2 separate regions of the Columba livia genome follow, and region 2 is linked to region 1. A link is a contact called in public Hi-C data. All regions are on one chromosome and are shown on one strand. Each heading gives the region's core, a stretch centred on a gene start, on an enhancer-like site or on the middle of the called end of the contact. The rest is flanking DNA. Distances are from core to core; before and after follow the strand shown. Region 1 overlaps MAP4K3 (mitogen-activated protein kinase kinase kinase kinase 3). Region 2 overlaps SHLD1 (shieldin complex subunit 1).

What was found. Hi-C and Micro-C count contacts between places; a contact is called where the count stands out from the background.
Region 2: a Hi-C map of crop shows a contact between it and region 1, with 4 times the contacts expected there. The contact joins two enhancer-like sites. A contact is called at or near these places in 2 of 2 Hi-C or Micro-C datasets (crop and liver).

What each region holds. Positions count from the first base shown.
Region 1 is chr3:110,834,494-110,838,363 of bColLiv1.pat.W.v2, reverse strand. MAP4K3 (mitogen-activated protein kinase kinase kinase kinase 3) reads left to right here. Exons shown (of 34, transcript XM_065059103.1): 19 at 1,530-1,613; 20 at 3,450-3,492. Among named protein-coding and RNA genes, the nearest start is that of SOS1, 37 kb to the right of the region's middle. Within about 2 kb of position 2,368, at least 1 of the 3 cell types and tissues checked has an H3K27ac peak away from gene starts, as active enhancers do.
Region 2 is chr3:111,009,515-111,013,439 of bColLiv1.pat.W.v2, reverse strand. The region is part of intron 4 of SHLD1 (shieldin complex subunit 1); the gene reads right to left. Among named protein-coding and RNA genes, the nearest start is that of SHLD1, 22 kb to the right of the region's middle. Within about 2 kb of position 1,274, at least 2 of the 3 cell types and tissues checked have an H3K27ac peak away from gene starts, as active enhancers do.

The DNA of each region.
Region 1 (3,870 bases), core at 1,119-3,618:
AATCTTGGCATAGATACATTGAGCCAGTAATTCATCTGATCACAGTCCTGATGTCTTCTTTAGAACCTATGAATATATATTAAAAGAAAGCTCATTAAAATACATAAATATATCCATAACTATCTTCTCTAGATGACTTTGTTCAGCCCACATTGTTAGCTAGGAGGATGCTTGTCTGGGTCCTTGATTTTTTGGAACAGAGCTGGCTCCCTCACCACAAAGAAAACAAGAGTATATAACTGCAAAGTCCGTACAATAGGCATGTGTTTAATTATGCTCATATTAAATTCTACTAGTATAAGTATTCTAAGGGTATTTTCAATTGACAGATAAGAGCTGAAACAATTTAAAATGCATAGGCAGTATGTGGAAATTTACATTCCTGAATAAATCTGATGTAAAGACCAGAAAGAAAGATGTGATTGAGACAGAATTCTTGTTTACTTTCTGTTAATGAATAATTTTTAAAGATATTGCTTCATACTAGAAACCTGTAAAATAAGCGTTATCTATTACTGGCATCTATCTCTTACAGAGAACCAAACCTCTTTTTTTTTTTTTTTTACTTGGGTTATTTTACTGCTGCTCTTTTATAAAAGGGCAGTGGTTTTATCACTGTACTGAACAGGATGGTAGAGCTACTGATAGCATCTGACATTAGTTAGATTAGTTAGGTGACAACTACATTGAACTTGCATCATTTAATAACACAAGTAAGTTTGCTGTTTAACACAAGTCATATTTATAGAAGAAAAATGATTGTTAGTGAGTTTTTAGCAGGCTTTATTCCCTTGCTAATTGCTTAAGAAATTCCTCATATTTCATTATTAGGCAGTTGTTTCAAGGCATGATTGGTTACACAGTTCATCAATAATATCTTTGAGAGGAAGAGGTTGATAATGCTCCTCCTCGATCAGCTCCCCTGCATTTGGCCCAAGCTGAGAACCCACTTTGCTCCCAGCTGGATAGACCTTGGTAAAGATAACTCAGGTTTCCTGCACTGTAGGATGCAGTGGTCCCTATAGCTCCATACTGCCAGCCCCACTCTGGCCATCAGTGAAGATGCTCTGGACATCTGTGCTGCTGCAAGCCAGCTCAACTTGGTTCCTCCATCCGTACTGATCTCTGCACGTTTTTTATATATAACTCTGAGTCTGTCCAGTTTTGCTTAATCTTGTTCTTTCTTCCTCCGCTTCTTGCTTTGTTTGCAGCCAATATCATTAACTTTGGTAATGTTCCAGGGCTTGGAACCCCTTGATCCCTGCTGTCTTGAAGTGCTTGTGCTGATTTTTTGTCCAGTGTTTCGAGATCCTTGTTGCTTGTGCAAACTCCGTGAAGACTTTCAAACAGTGTTGGCTTTAGCTGCTTCTGTCACTGTCACGTTTCTGTGGATTTTCTTTTTCACGTTAAGCAAGAAAGAACCTGATAGCTTCCAGGGAGGTTCCAGTTCATTTGACCCTAAGAACAGTCACCAATAGTCTTCCAAAAAAGTCCTGATGTTCTTTGCTTCTTCCTGTATTCCATCCTAGGTACTCTTGCCCTACAGAGAGGGCCTGGCGATTTCCTATAAGCGCAGGAATTAGCCTTGAATGCCTCAGCCTTGGATCAGACAGGTTGTGTATCTGCGCCTTTCCTCTTAGTATCTGCTTGAGCCCAAAGCTCTGCTGCGATATGTTGGTTCATCAGCTTGGTCTTGGATATCTTTCTCTGTACCCCCCTGAAGATTCAAGGCTCTCATTTGGTTTATATTCTGAGCGGTGAAGCTGCAATTGAAGAGCACATGTGACATCAGTCACTTCTCCCTTCAGATTCAAAATGAAAACAATGAAGCCACTGTGTGCCTTCCAGTCCACGCTGGTGCTGCTGCGTGACTCTGAAGCTGGGTGATTCATAGAAGAGAATCCACACACTTCAGGGAACGATATAAAATTATCTCTCTTCATTTAACAATTTTAGTTGTTTTGATATTTCTTTTTCTTTCATTTGCAGCAAAGCTGACAATACTTGAACTTCCTAGTTATGGAAGCTGGGCAAGCAGAAATTATTGTGGCACTGCCCCGTGCAATCAGCAATGACAAACTGCACAGAAACCTTGCTCTTAAAACCAGAGCACACAGTCCTTTGTACAAACACTGTCACATTTATGCCAAATACTGTGGTGTGGGTTTTTTTGTGGTATTTGTTTTGTTTTGCTTTGGGTTTTTTGTTGTTTTTTTTTTTTTGTTTGTTTGGTTGGTTTGATTTTTACCTTTGGCTGCTCAATAACACTGTGATGTCTGAGATACAGGGAAGAATATGAAAGAAAATAGCAATGGAGCTTGGACACACATGACTGAGGACTTAAGCTTGGTCCCATGTTATAAAAAGAATATAATTTCTACCATCATAATAGCTGAAGTGCATTACGTGGAGTAACCCGTTCTCAGAAGTTCCCTTCTAGCTTCTCTGAAGTAAAAGCAACTGATAAGATGCCAGGACAGTAACTCCTGAAAAGAATGAAGCAAAGCAGCCAAGTTGTTGATCTGTAAATAAGCAAGCAAATATCTTAATACTTGGATGTTTTCCCAAATCTTTGGAACATAATTTAGAAATAAGGAAAACACTGTGCAAGAATGTCAAGTTTTCCCAGCTATATTCCGAATCTGTTTAATGGAAATAATTTTCTGTTCCAAAAGATTAGGAAACAGGACACTGTAAGACTTTTAAAAGCATAAAAAAGTAGGAATTTAGGATTTTCTTTACAACCAGCAGAGAAGGAATGCTCCTGATGCTTCATCTTTATTGTTTCCTGCTGATATCTTGCACTATCGAGCCAAGCTGTTGAATTGCTCTTGTGTTAAAACGTTGTATTTACCAAGATTTCTGTCAAAAAATGAAACTTATGAAAGAAACAAAACCCAATAACAAAAACACACACCAACACAAACCAACTCAGACAGTAGGCTAGCTGTCCATTGCAGGTGGATTTTGCTTTCATGAATAAGGCTGTTCTGAAAAAGTCAGTGGTAAATTTATCAAGGAATGGTTTTCTGCAGTTTTCCTGTAACTCCCGTTTGCCCTGTATAGCTACAGATGGCCCTTCAGAAAAGCTCACTGATATCCTAAACCTTCCTCCTCTCAACAGAACGTATCAGGCCTGCTCTGCATCTCCCTACTTTTTTTTCTGCACAAATATGTGTACTTTCAACAAATCAGTTCTTGTCATTTTGTGCTCTCTAGGGAGGGTCTGTGATGCTCGGGTTTTTGGGTGGTATCTATGTTATGCACAGCAATAACAAAATGTTTGAAAGTATTAGTGATGCAATTATGTGGATATAATAGTGCTGTTGACAAGTTAATGCTGTTTATTTGCATGGCATTTATAAAATCCTATATTCTCATGGATACCGCAATATGAGTTTCGAAGAACTACACTGAATAACAGTCTTTTTTGTCTCTTTCCTTTCTAGTGCTACTATGAAACCTAAAGTGCCACCTCCTTTACCACCAAAGGTAAGTGGGGGGGATTTTTTTTGCCCAGAAAAAAAGGGCACTTTTAATAAGCAAGTACAGAAGTGTCTAAATGACTATACTGATGGTTTTCTCTCTTGAGCCGTGACTTGAAGACTTGAGGCAAGTTTTAAATCAGGAGTATAACCAGGGGGTTGATCTATACGTTTGTAGCCTTTAGTTGCAAATCTGCATGAAGTCTTGCACTGTAGGGTATTTGTCAGTGTGAAAGTGCTGTTGCTGACTCATTGCACTTCTGATAGTTTAGAAGGAATAAATTGGATAGTTAAAAAATGTAGTGCCCCAAGTAGTTTTTAATAAAGAGCTGCCAAATAAAGCACTTGCGTCTTAACTTCTGGTGTCTGAATGGTGATCTTCAGA
Region 2 (3,925 bases), core at 25-2,524, 180 kb before region 1:
GGCAGTGTCAAAGTCCCAATTTATCTAGAAGATGTTGTATACTTGTCTGCTTTCCCACACTTACATTTTTCTGGTTCTTTTTGTCTCATCTTTTCAGATTTAAAAAAAACACTTTTCCCGTCAGACATCACAGCCTGTAAAAAGGTGGGATCTCCTTTAGTAGTAACAAACATCATATTATTACTCAGATATGTATAAAACAATCAGTGGTCATTTATGGAAGATAGGAACGCAAAGGACTTACTTTCTTGACAAACCCAAATAACTTTTCGAATAAGATGATCTTTGTAACACAGGCAACACTATCTTTACAAAATATAGTCAAATTGCAAAACTCAGGCTGCCACTTGCTCCCACCTCTACCCAGGAATGAACATAAACAGTGCACAGCTAGAAATCCCTCAACATGCTGAAAAGAACAGCAAGCAGCACACAGCACAAAATGTTGTCATTTGCTTGCCAGTGCTTATTATGGCAGTAAATAACCAGCTGCCTGCTGCCCTTCACATATAACCTTAGCATGGAGGCTTGCTGTAAACACAGAAGCACTGCTCAGTCTGACAGCATTCCATCTGTCTGTGGAGGAGATTTTATAGGAATCTATATGTGCATGTGTAAACCAGCCCAGGGGCTCAGCTACTATGAAATGTACAGCATGCACCATCAAGAAGGAAAGGGGGTGGGGGGTTGTTAAGCTCATGAAATGAAGGAAAAAAATCAGACACAGGAGGGCTCCAGGATAAAAATTCGTGTACTGTAACCCACACCGATGCTGAATCACTAGCCTGTGTTGTTTTGTTTGAAAAAACATTGTGGATGATGAAAGTGTGCTATATTTTATACTCACAGTCTGCTACTAAAGGGTTATGAGTCACTAGTTTTTGTGCTTTTATGCTGCAGCCTCCTCAGCTGCACACCAATGAGCTCAGTAAACTAAAACAGAGAAATGGGCAAAAAAAAATTAAGGCCTGAATTAAGACACACAGAGCACTAGTTTAAATCCAGCGCCAGATGCCCCACTTACGTCACTTATTTTTGTGACAGGTGCCTGAGCTGGGAGCCTTTAGGAATATTTCATCTGGACCCCATCCATGTGGTGTGGTGCAAGCCAAATGTTACAGAGGAGAAGCAAGGAGACATTGAGAGTGGTATGTGAATGTGAAGGCAGGGACTAAATAACTACACAAAGCCAGGAAAAAACTCTGCAATGATCCCCACAATCCTGGGATTAATCCAGAACACATCACTGCAGAGAGCAGGGACCTCCGTCAGAAGATGGAAATGGCTGTCTAGGCAGTAGCGCCGTGTCCCACCTCGTCACACAGCTATGGAGCATGCCCTGCAATGCTCCAGGCACTGCATCCACCATAAGCTCTACTCATGCACAGAAATGAAGGCATCCCTACCCACAGCCTCCTGCTCTGCTCTTGCTTCAAATTTGCCATGGCAGAATTGGGTAGGAGCAAGCTGCACCCTCTCACAGCAGTAAATCTGGTCTCTAGACAAAGCAGAGTTCTTGGAGCACAGCAAGGAATACAGCTGCGCGTTTCAACAGCACCGGCACTCCTTTTTTCACCTCCTCCCTGCCACCAGCCACAGAGGATTCCCCGATACATATTTCTCTGTTGCCAGTTCACAGCAGCTTCAAAGAAGCTTCAAAGTCAGGGAATAAATTCAAAAGCAATAAGAGATCACAGCATTCAGGGCAGATGTACCTTATTTTCTCTTGCTGCACTTCAGTGACAATTGTCAGTGCAGAGCCTTTTGGGTCCAATAAACTCTAGATAATTTTTCTAGCACATAGTCATGCTATATGTCTGAGAAAAGGTTTGAATGATACAGACATATGTGTAGTGAAACCTTCCCGGTGAAAAGGAGAAACTCAGGCTGTGAATACATGATCACTGGTTTAACAGATCCCCAGAGAAGTCTGAACTTCATACAGAGAATTTAAGCCTCTGAAGGTCCTCCAAGGTGTTTTGTATAACAGGATACGTGAATTTGACAAATTACAAGGCAAAACCCCCAGGGGGAAAAAAAAAAAATCTTGCTAATAGAGTAATCAAGAAGCATAATTACTGTTCAAGTTCACTGCTTAAGCCACACAGATACTTCATACAGGCTCATATACCGTATTTCAGCGACATTCAGACACACTCAAGAGATACCAGTATTTCAGCACACAGTGCTCTGGTACATGCTGTTTACATAAGCTACCCCTGCAAACTAGTAATAAAAGAACATTCTCTGATTATTTATTTATGCAGATCCAGGGGACTGTCTGCTATCTGAGCAGTAACTAGAATGAATTACATAAAATCACCATCAGAGTGGGAGGAACACTCATGGCCAGACATGCTCCAACATGTAGATGTGGCACATAGTTTAGTGGTGGGCTTGGCAGTGCTAGTTTAATGGTTGGACTCAATGATCTTAAAGCTCTTTTCCAACCTAAATGATTCTATGTGGCATCATGCAAGCCGCTGTCTGTCCATGGACTGCACCAGAAGGCAAAAGTTTCCAATGCAAGCAGTAAGGCTGAGTGCAGCACATACATCCACCAAAGAGACGTATGTTTCAGAAAATCAAGCAGAAATGAAAGCCACTGCCAGCAAAACAGTGTATGTAAGAAAACAAACATGGAAACAAGAATTTTTGAAGAGTCTTCAGGAGTCACATTTCTTATTTGTATATCACCAGTGTATCAAATCTTCATCTGAACTACAAACACTGCTCACAACTGGATGGGAGGTGATATACCTTCGATCTGATTACATGTGTGAAGCTCAGGGTTTACTGGGAGCTCTGCAGCATTGTTACCAGGGCTCTCAACCTAGAGTACAGCTGCCTTTCAAGCTGATGCAGCTCTACTGCTTTCCCAAATGCTTGTGCTAACCTGAGTGACCCACACAGTGCCATGCTATCAAAGAAATATCCTCACAGGCTGGCACAGGATGGGCTCAGCATGGCTTTCCAGGCCAGCCTGCCCTTTTTCATTGTTCTGTCCTAGCCAGACATCCTTCATGATTTAAATTGGGATTTTCAAGCCATTTTCACAGATCTTTACCACCCACACATAAGCGATGCAGCTGACAAGCTGAGACACCAAGGCACACTGTGCAGACAGCAAGGAAGGGTAATGTTGGTTTTACATAACAAGGTTATTATAGTCATTTCATGTTTTTGCCACTTGCTGGCTGATCAACACATATATGAGACTGGGTCATTTCTGCAGCATCTCCTCTACAACAAGACCATAATATCAAGCTGCAAAGAGCAGCTTTATTATACAAGAAAGGAGCCAATATCTTGGGAGCCCCACACAAAAGAATCTAACACTGATTAAAAGATGCCATGAACAAGTCTCCAGGTAACAGGAATAGCTACACCTCTATACAGCTTTCCCCAGTTAATTAAATTACTTAAGGATTCATGGCACGCATTTTCATTTTTCTTCAAGGAAAAAAATAAAATATTTAGTGGAGATATTTCAGCTGCACAGCAGTTCTTGCACTCCAAAGTGACTGGAAACATTCGTGCATACACCAGCATGTTTCAGAGATGTTATTACTGTATTATTGTAACACTTTATAATAAAAACACATACTCTCTCTGGCTTACAGGCCTCATGATTGCTTCGTAGCTTCTTCTCTCCAGCCGTTAAGGAAAACTGGAGATTCACTGAAAATGTTTCCTACAAAAGATGCTTCTCTTCCTCAAAAGCAAAACTAAAAATGGAAAAATTCTAACCTGGACACCCTACAGCAGGGCCTGCAGGAGCTATAGTCTAATCCCTTTGTGTTCCCATTCTCCTCTGCAGTTTTTGCCTCTCGTCTAAGTCTAATGTCTGTGAATCTTTCCATGCAAACTTCTTGCATTTTAAAGCTAAAAATACATCATAGAGGTTTTGTTGTTGTTGTTGTTT